2 separate regions of the Mus musculus genome follow, and region 1 is linked to region 2. The links are chromatin contacts, called in public Hi-C maps. All regions are on one chromosome and are shown on one strand. Each heading gives the region's core, a stretch centred on a gene start, on an enhancer-like site or on the middle of the called end of the contact. The rest is flanking DNA. Distances are from core to core; before and after follow the strand shown. Region 1 has its middle 110 kb from the start of Tox3. Region 2 has its middle 190 kb from the start of Gm24212.

What was found. A called contact is a pair of places that touch in the nucleus more often than the background predicts.
Region 1: a contact with region 2 is called in a Hi-C map of ventral hippocampal neurons, with 2.4 times the contacts expected there. The contact joins two enhancer-like sites. A contact is called at or near these places in 3 of 484 Hi-C or Micro-C datasets (cerebellar granule neurons, cortical neurons and ventral hippocampal neurons) and 3 of 115 datasets of contacts at active chromatin or transcription factors (differentiating embryonic stem cells, embryonic basal ganglia and embryonic forebrain).

Annotation. Positions count from the first base shown.
Region 1 is chr8:90,236,822-90,241,755 of GRCm38.p6, forward strand. No RefSeq gene overlaps it. Among named protein-coding and RNA genes, the nearest start is that of Tox3, 110 kb to the right of the region's middle. Within about 2 kb of position 3,465, at least 4 of the 459 cell types and tissues checked have an H3K27ac peak or open chromatin away from gene starts, as enhancers often do. A contact at or near this core is called in ventral hippocampal neurons, where this site is marked.
Region 2 is chr8:89,856,294-89,860,666 of GRCm38.p6, forward strand. No RefSeq gene overlaps it. Among named protein-coding and RNA genes, the nearest start is that of Gm24212, 190 kb to the left of the region's middle. Within about 2 kb of position 2,753, at least 15 of the 459 cell types and tissues checked have an H3K27ac peak or open chromatin away from gene starts, as enhancers often do. A contact at or near this core is called in ventral hippocampal neurons, where this site is marked.

The DNA of each region.
Region 1 (4,934 bases), core at 2,215-4,714, 380 kb after region 2:
GGCTGCCTTGCAAAGACTCAAACACTGGGAAACAGGAAGCCCTAGCCACGATTCTCCTGGCCTGGGGTGTTCTATTACCAGCAGAGAGGGTGCTTGTGTATTCTCTCATGCCACTTTTTGAGTGAACCCTTTATTGATTACCCTGTTCAAACTTGCTTTCATCTTGTGTCTCAGTCAGGGTTTCTATTCCTGAACAAACATCATTTCCAAGAAGGAAGTTGGGGAGGAAAGGGTTTATTCAGCTTACACTTCCATACTGCTGTTGATCACCAAAGGAAGTCAGGACTGGAACTCAAGCAGGTCAGAAAGCAGGACTGGAACTCAAGCAGGCTGATGTAGAAGCCATGGAGGGATGTTCTTTACTGGCTTGCTATGCTTGTTCAAACTTCTCTTTGTGAGACTTAACCAGAGAACAAAGTCTCTGCTGGGCTTTTTTGAAACTTCCTTTGTCAATGCAATTAATGCAATTAATCCAAGTCTCTTCACCTTAGCCTCAGGCAGACTTTTAAGACAAGGGTAAAAAGTAGCCATATTCTTCACCAAAATACCACAAAAACAGTCTTTATGCCACATACTGAAATTCTTCTCCTTTGAAATCTCTTGGGCCAGGTCAACACAGTTCAAATTACTCCCAGCAACAAAGTCTTCCATATTCCTAATAGGATGACCCATTAATCCCCATTTAAAGCATTCCACTGAGTTCCAAATCCAAAGTCCAAAAATCCACATTCTTTCAAAGAAAAGCATGGTCAGGCCTATCACAGCAATACCCCACTTCCAGTACCAACTTCTGTCTTAGTTAGGGTTTTACTGCTGTGAACAGACACCATGACCAAGACAAGTCTTATAAAAAACAACATTTAATTGGGGCTGGCTTACAGGTTCAGAGGTTCAGTCCATTATCATCAAGGTGGGAGCATGGCAGTATCCAGGCAGGCATGGCACAGGAGGAGCTGAGAGTTCTATGTCTTCATCCAAAGGCTGCTAGTGGAAGACTGACTTCCAGGCAACTAGGGTGAGGATCTTATACCCACACCCACAGTGACACACCCATTCCAACCAGGTCACACCTATTCCAACAAGGCCACACCTTCAGATGGTGTCACTCTCTGGTCCAAGGATATACAAACTAGCACATCTTGATACCCTATATATCCCTGCTTATTTCTATTTGTAGCATTTCACTGAAGCCTCAAATATGGAATTACTGAAACGGCATGCCCTATCAGAATATAACACTGTAAGACAGGGATCCATGCAAATATTTGCTGAGTGAATGGCTCAATTGGGTAATATTATGCCTATGTGTGAGCCAATGAATTGCCAGGATAAAGGGGAAGAAGTTGGATAAATAATCTATTTCATAGAGCTTTCATGGAGGACACAATATTAAGAGGCATGAAAAGATGAAAATATTAATAGGTAATGCATTCACAGTGGACTAATGGCGGAAGCTACAGCGTTTGAAAGAAATCCCTAAATACTAAGGCTACATCAGAGAGGACAACTGTTTCTTTTCTTAGCAGGCTCTTGGGCTGCTCATACTACAGAATGAAGTTAGGTTGGTGAAGCCGAAGGGGCAGCACAGTCATAATCAAACAGTCACAATACGAAGGCCGAATGCAACGGTTCCTAGATACATATGCATATGTCTATGTGTGCTAGCAAGGGGGGAAATAAAGAGTATCTGAGTGAAACCTAATTGGGCCAAACCCCAAGCATCCCTGCTCACTAAGCCACAGCACCTTCCTCCTCGGGGGAAGCTGATTCCCGAGGTCTGTACGCGTCGCTGTTCTCCTTGAATCAGGAGCATTGTTGGCTCTTTTCCAAGCACAGGAAACTGGGAGACAGCTGAGAATCTCTGAAAGGCCGGAACTACAGAGTCAGGCATAGAGGTACTAAAGCCATCTGTCCCCTCCCTCCTCCTATTGAACCAGCGGGCCATGCGGAAGCACCCGCTGAAACAGGTTGTTTCCATCTGGGCTTGGAGCATTAAGCACTGGTCTCCAACATAAGAAGGGGACTTACTCTTACCCTCTCACATCTAAGGCACAAGATGTCCTGTCTGCTGAGGCCAGGCAGGGAAACATCCCAGGGTACTGTCATAAGGACACCTGGAGATGAACTGGGACTAGTCATGCTCTCCATGTTCTTTCATTCCTCTGCATCAGACATCACAGAAACAAGAGCAATGTTCACACAGCACATACTCTTTGCACCCCACAGTCCTAATAGTGAAAAATCAGAATGTTAGCCACAGTGTTTGCCTCCAGTTGTCAAAGCCTACCAGTCGTCCTGGGTCTCAAGGAAAGAGTTCACTGAGGAAGAGGGACCAAGAGGCAGCAAGGATTCTTGCGACCATCCACGGAATTTTAGAGAAAAGGGTTCGGCACTGGAGCAGTGGCTCAGTGATAAAGAAAATGCTTCTTGAGCAAACATGAAGACCCGAGTTTGGATGCCCAGCACCCATCGAGAAGGCTAAGTGTGGTTGACTGTTTCAGGAGAGACACTCTCCATGGGGAGGTGAAGATAGGAGAAGCCCTGGCTTTCAGAACAGCTAGGCCTGCCCAGTTTGTAAGCTCTAGGGGCAGAGACCTTGTCTCAAGTAGAAAAAGAAGTAAGTGAAGAAGTGACTGAGAAAGACAATTGACGTGCACCTCTGACCCACACAAGCATAAACATCACGCTCACGTGCCTGCACGCATGCTCATACCACAGACAAATCTAAAAGGCTACCACTGAAGCCATTTGTCCCAACCCACTGCTGTCCCTTGCTTTGTTCAGGAACAAAGATGTGTTTATAAACATAATTAAAAGGAACTTTTACTTAAAACTTAATGAGTGAGTTTTCTTCAGGGTTGTTTTGAAGCTTGCTGTGACTTGAGGAACACACCCTCACCACATTCCTCTATTAGAAGAAATAGTATCTAATAACCAAATCTTCTAAATTCATCATTTCTACCGAGAAAGATTAATGTAAGCACATGCTGATGTGACATTTGTCACAATTTGGGTCACTCTAAGCTTCCTTTGCTGGTGTGGAGGAATGGCATTCCCCAAAGAGTGGTCTGCAATTTTCTATGTCTTGTAAATGCTAAAATATTGCTATCTACATCTACCCATTCATGTGGGTGGCCTGATGATGCTGGCTTCTGAGCTCTCACAGGTGACTACAAACAGAGCTTGCTACAGAACCTGAGAGGAACTGGCTTTTACCAATTGAAGAAAGAGCCCAGACAAGGTTTGTAACTCTGCCAAACCTTAAGTAAGTTTGTAAACAGCATCATAGAATATGCTACGATGTTTACATCACATCTTTTATTATTAAGGACGACTGTGGAAGTCTGAGCAGAGCCTACTTCTTAAAATATTTTTATATAATAGCTATGGCATTCAATTATACAATACTAATTGTGCTAACTGTACCAAACCCCAGTCTGTTTTACGACTGCTTCTCCCGCTGAGCTCGCAAACTCTACATAAACACCATCTGTATCAAACATAAAACTCTTAGCTACCCTAAGAACACAGACTTACCAAATGCAGCTTATTAATTCTGCGGCCAGCCAGTTTCATGGCTGATGTTTGGAGTCCCTACTAGCTACCTCATACAGATGATCTTCCCAGGCTATGTGTACTCTTGTCTTTGACTTACCGGCTAGGTACCAGGGTAGCCAGGCTCATTGCAGGCACCATGACCCAGGTGCCCAGAACGTTGGCCCAGATTTGCACAATTTGTTTTGCATGGAATGCATTTTGTTCTGCAGAGTTTGCTGATTTCCTGTGTTTGGGGAGAGAGGGAGGAATGGAGGGAGGGAGGGAGGGAGGGAGGGAGGGAGGGAGGGAGGGAGGGAGGGAGGGAGGGAGGGAGAACTCAGGAAGATAAGCTAGCTAACAGTAGAACTTCCTCAAAGTCCCCTTGTGGAATGTTGGCAAGATTGCACCTTGAGACCTCAGATGAAGCTTGCTCCTTGCCATAAAAATTATTTAAAGGGGGGATGTAGCTGCTTAAAACGAAATTCTGAAAAGTTCTTGTCCAAGACAACTAGAAACTTTACTCAAGAAGCTGAACCAGAGAATAACAGCAAAATGCTTGCTTTTTGTTTTTGTTTTTGTTTTTTTGTTTCGTTTTGTTTTTGTTTGTTTATTTGCTTTGTCCAACAAACGGCCAGCTGTTTTCCAGCAGAGTGCAAATGTAGACACACTCTACCAACGAACAGAAACACCTTAGCAGGAAGAAAGTCAGTTGAATCCACCAAAGACCATTTGTACCCAGTCTCAAATGCATTGTGTTTGGATTGGCTCTTTGTGTCTAGCAGCTGATGGAGCTCGGGCAACTATTTTGGGGCTTCTGACGATCTAAAAGCAAATGCGATCATCAAACCTGAGCATATTTAAATCTTGTAATAGTTCACTGACAGAAGTCCTGGTCTTCCTGTCAATCAAGGTCTTAGGAGTTAAGCCACTTTGGGAGATGGGAAGGGTTGGAAAGACTAGAGAGCGAAGGCATGGAATCGGGTTCTGCTTTGGAAATAACTGTGGTTGGACTCAGGTTTATTGGCCAGACAATGCTGATCATCATTAACAAGTTGCCAGCTAGGTGTGCCAGCGCTTGGGCACGGTGTATAAAAATGTTATTATGGAAAAAATAGTGTCTTTTCTTCCAGGTAACTGTCCCACCATTCAAAGACGGATGTCTTAATTTGGCATCCAAAAGCACACAAGAGGTCAGACTGTATGTAGGTAATTTCCTCAGATGCTGTTATTTGTCCCCAGGGGCTCCACGTGCTCAATACCAATTACAGAGGAGAGGATTAAGAACAGGCAGAAAGGGGCGAGGAGCAGCCCAGCAGGCCTGAGTAATTTGGACTAAGATCTTGTGTCAAATTTGCAAATTACCAATTAAGGCAGGTTTAGGACATGTCATCATTTCT
Region 2 (4,373 bases), core at 1,503-4,002:
ATAAAGTTTGCAAGTCCAATGGGCCTCTCTTTCCAGTGATGGCCGACTAGGCCATCTTTTATTAAAGGGAATATTCTAAAATAATAATACAACATACCATCTATGTCACACATTCTACGTCCCTGGTCATTTTCCCATGTACTACCCATCTAAGGGTGAAGCACCTATGAGCAATACTGCTAAACTTGAGAGCCTTAAGTAGTTGTCACTTGACTAACATGGTGGCTTTGGAACGTCTTGGCCTCCTCTTCTCTCTTTGTGAGCCTGGTGCCTTTGGATGACAGAAGAGAATGTCGGATAGCTTCGAACTAGAGTTATACATTGTTGTGACTCTGTGTGTGGGTACTGGGAACTGAATCCAGGTCCTCTCTAAGAACAGCATGAGCTCTTACTCAGCAAGCCATCTCCCCACCCCTCCTTCTCCATTTGTAAGTTTAAAATAATCATTCTCAAAGTGCTCACATGAAACTTGACTGCAAGGAGTCATGAGAAGCTGTGGGTAGGATACGTGTGTTGGAAATGGAGAGATGTGTTCCTTTGGTCTCTAAGGAGAATTCAAGCAAAGGATGTGAGGAAAATTGAGAACCTTTGCATTTGCACATAACTGCAGTTAACAGAGTGCTAAAGCCTTGGCCAGTGTCAGCCATAGGCTACCGAGCAGTGGCAGTGAGGCCCTTCTGCTTACTCTGCTGCCTTGCCAATGGTGTGCCAGAGAAGGATGCCAATACTTTATCCGGAAAATATAAGTTTTGCTCTCCTGTAATTCAAGCTAGGAAAAGAAAATTGTGATTGTACAGTTTGGATTTGAAGATTGGCTAAAGGTATGTGTGGTAAAGGCTTGGGCCCGAGCCTGTGGTACTGTTAGAAGGGTGTAAGATCTGACTGAGGGAGGAGTTAGGTTACTGGGAGAGGAAAATCCCTTGAAAGGGATATGGGGATCCAAGGTCATTGTTTTGCTCTCTGTCTCCCAGCTGCCACGAGGTGGGTAATCCTACAGTACCTCATGCCCTGTCCTCACTCCCCATAAGCCAGCAACAATAGAGTCAACAGACAATGGCCTGAACCTTTCCCCAAATAAACCTTTCTCATAATTAAGTTGACTTACACCTGGCATGTGTCACAATGACAAAAAGCTGACTTACACAGAAATCAATTCCCAGCTGCCACTGTCCGGCATTAGGGGAGTCTTTTAATAACACAGATCACCATCTGAGAAAGATCAAAATGTAAACAAGTTCAAAAGCATATCATTGGCTCACCATTAAAAGTCTAAAAATCATACATTAACCCCTCTAACTTGAAGACTGTATTATAAATCATGTTTAGTATATACATTTCTGTGAGTATTACACATTTGCACATATATGTGGTCATTATGGTAACTATATCAACAGAGCCATGCTACAAACTATAACTCAAGAGATGGAAAATGCTTCTCTGCTTCATTGAACCAGTTGAAAGAAACTCTTCTATATACCCAGCACAAAGATGTAGTAACATGGTGGGCAATCAGGAACCCTTATATGTGAGCATCGTTTTCTGTCTCTGACCCGCTTGGGCTTAGTGTAGCTCATTCAGACAAGCACAGTCATGTGTTCCTCACCTTTACCTGAAGAACTGATAGGGACAGTTTGCTGCAAATCTTCTACCTTTCTGTTTCCCATGAGTCACATAAAAAATGTCTATTCTCCCATAGTTGGAACTTTGTAAGCACACTGGGAAGTCACCCAATCACGTTATTACCCCTGGTTGGAAGAATGAAAGGTAAGAAAAGACTCTTAGTTCTTTACCACCGAAGCAGAGGTCTATAAATGCCAGGAGATTTACAATAGTCTTTAAAGTTCTATCAGCACACCCTCAGAGCATGCGTGCCTCTGGGGACTGGGGGACAACTTGTGGCAGTTGGCTGTCTCCTTTCAAAGATGGCTCCCAGGCTTAGATTCTGGAGGTCACTGGGCTTGGAGACAAGAGCCTTTTCTTGCTGAGCTATCTCCCCAGCCCTGTATTTGAAATGTTCGGAAGAAAGTTGGTTGACCATATGCGATCTTGACCTTACCAAATTTTGCTAAGCCCATTTTCTAAATGAGATGCAATGTTTAGTTAAAATTAGGCATGTTATTTCACTGCTTTTCTGCCAGCAGATTCATCCTTGGGGTTAGGAGAAGAGAGACAATAGAAAAATAAACCTGGTGCCTGAAGATCCTCCATTGCTTCCCTGAGGATCAGAAAACATTGCCTAGCTTGTTTGCGATGGTGTCGAGACATCAGGAAAAGGTGGTCAGAGTACCAGGAGAAAAGACAGAACTGTGGGGCAGAGGGGAGCAGAGAGCTTTTTTGAGGGGGGAGCAGAGAGCTTGTTTATGGGGTGCTGTCTCTTAGAAGCTAAACTAACCCTTGTCTTCTAAAGCCTTCTGCTTAGATAAAGCACTTCCACTCAGGTCCTCAACTGTCAAAGCTTAAGCTAAGCACTCCACTCTGCACTGAGGTAGCCACCATTATAACTTGAAAATAGTCCCTACCAGTCTACTACAAGAGGCCCTTGGTAAGTTCCACTTGTTATGCAATCCGGTTTTTGATGGGCCAAAAGGCGATTTCATTGTCCCAGAATTTGCACTCGGCTAAACTATATCCACAGGCCAAAGGAGCTGTTCTTATTTATTTAATTATTTATCTTTCCTGAAATGAACTCAATGTGCCTGTGTGGAGTAGAAGGCAGAAAAAAAGAAAGAATTGCATGAAGGCTATAAAGTACAAATAGCCTCTTTTGAAAAGAAAGGGGCGGGACTGGGCCATCAGAACAAAGCTTCCCTTTGAAGACTGGAGATTTTAATTTGGAATATTTTCTCACTCCTGTTTCCAAATCTGCATCATTAAACCATGAACGGGGGGTGGGGGAGAGGTAATAATTGTGAGCAAGCCGAGTATTTCTTAATGATTTTCTGTCTTATATCCAAAGCAAATAAGCCAAATGCTTACTCAAAGCTGGGGTTGGGGGAGAGAGAGGGCGGGGCTCAGTTTTTGCCATTTCTTTTTCTTCCTTTTGGAGCCTATAGTCTTTCTTCTTCCACTGAAAGTGTCTATAAAATTTTTAAAGGAAAGTAGGTTGCTAAAATGTACTTAATTTGCCATGATAGATTGAGTCCATGCTTCAGTGACTGTAATTGAATCTGTGACCTATTTCTTTAGTAAAGCAGAAATAGTCTCTGGGGTTTTGTCACGACCATCGAGTAATGAAATTCAAAGGGACTGTCAAAACGTCTATACTTTTTCCACTGGTTGTTAATGTTATTACTTTACAATTTGTTCCTTTTTAATTAATCTTAATAAATGTGTACAGGCTCTACCTGGCCACTGGAAATGCTAGATACTGGCTCTACCATCAGCACAGCAAAATTAATAGACAGAAAGGCCACAGTGGTCAGCGAAGGTCTTCAAATATTTTGGTTCCACTTTGAAAAGATACCTTAAGAATTCACTTTAGAGCATCTGCCCCAAGAAGAAGGGGCCATAGAGCAAAAGGCTGAAGTGCCACCCATCTCAATGTCACACCCTCCTTCCCCTGCTTCAGTTGCTGGTGCCACCACTAACTGCTGTAGCTTTGCTGAAGGGCTGCAAACATGGCAACCCGACAGCCTGGGGGAGCAATATTTTATTGACAAAATGTAAGAGAAAATATGTTCGCTTGCTTTTAAGCAGTGGTGTAGGAGGGTGTTAGAGTACCAGATGGCCCAAGTTAGACATTCATTTGCCAAGATGCTTGGGAAGAAATGCCTGCTCTGTAATTCAGTGGTGGTGGCCACGTTGCATATGGGTGTCAGGCTGAGGTTTCCAGAGCTAACTGTTCCTACTAAGTCCAAGGACCTCAAGGCTCAGGGATGAGGAAGTAGTTCTAGGATGATCTCCTACAGGATCCTGGGTGGGATGAAGGGCAGATCTAGAGGTCTTTGTCATGATGTTGTCAACTGAGTAATTTCCCTTTTTCAAACATGATCTTACGATACCATGTTACTCCAGATCTCGGCCTCAGCACCCTCTGACTTGCTAGATCAGACTTGAGGTTCAGCAAGGGTAACCATCCTGGCCTAACAGTTCTGCTAATCAGTCAGGCCTGTGTTCCTCCCATGGGAAAAAGAGGAATGCTGGATGTTCAGGCACGGAAGTGGAGGAAGTGAGGTCGGTAGCTCACATTAGGGTCAGATAGTGAAATATCAGCGGTGCTTTGGTACCTCAGTATATGCAGGGTGTTTTCCCATCTTCTTTTGGTAACCCTCTCACTACATTGACCACCTCCCTAGCCCTGCTTGAATTTTCCCCATCTCTAGCTCTTAGCCATTTTCTAAAGCTCTGTGGAGAAACTCTTATCTTAAGGGGTC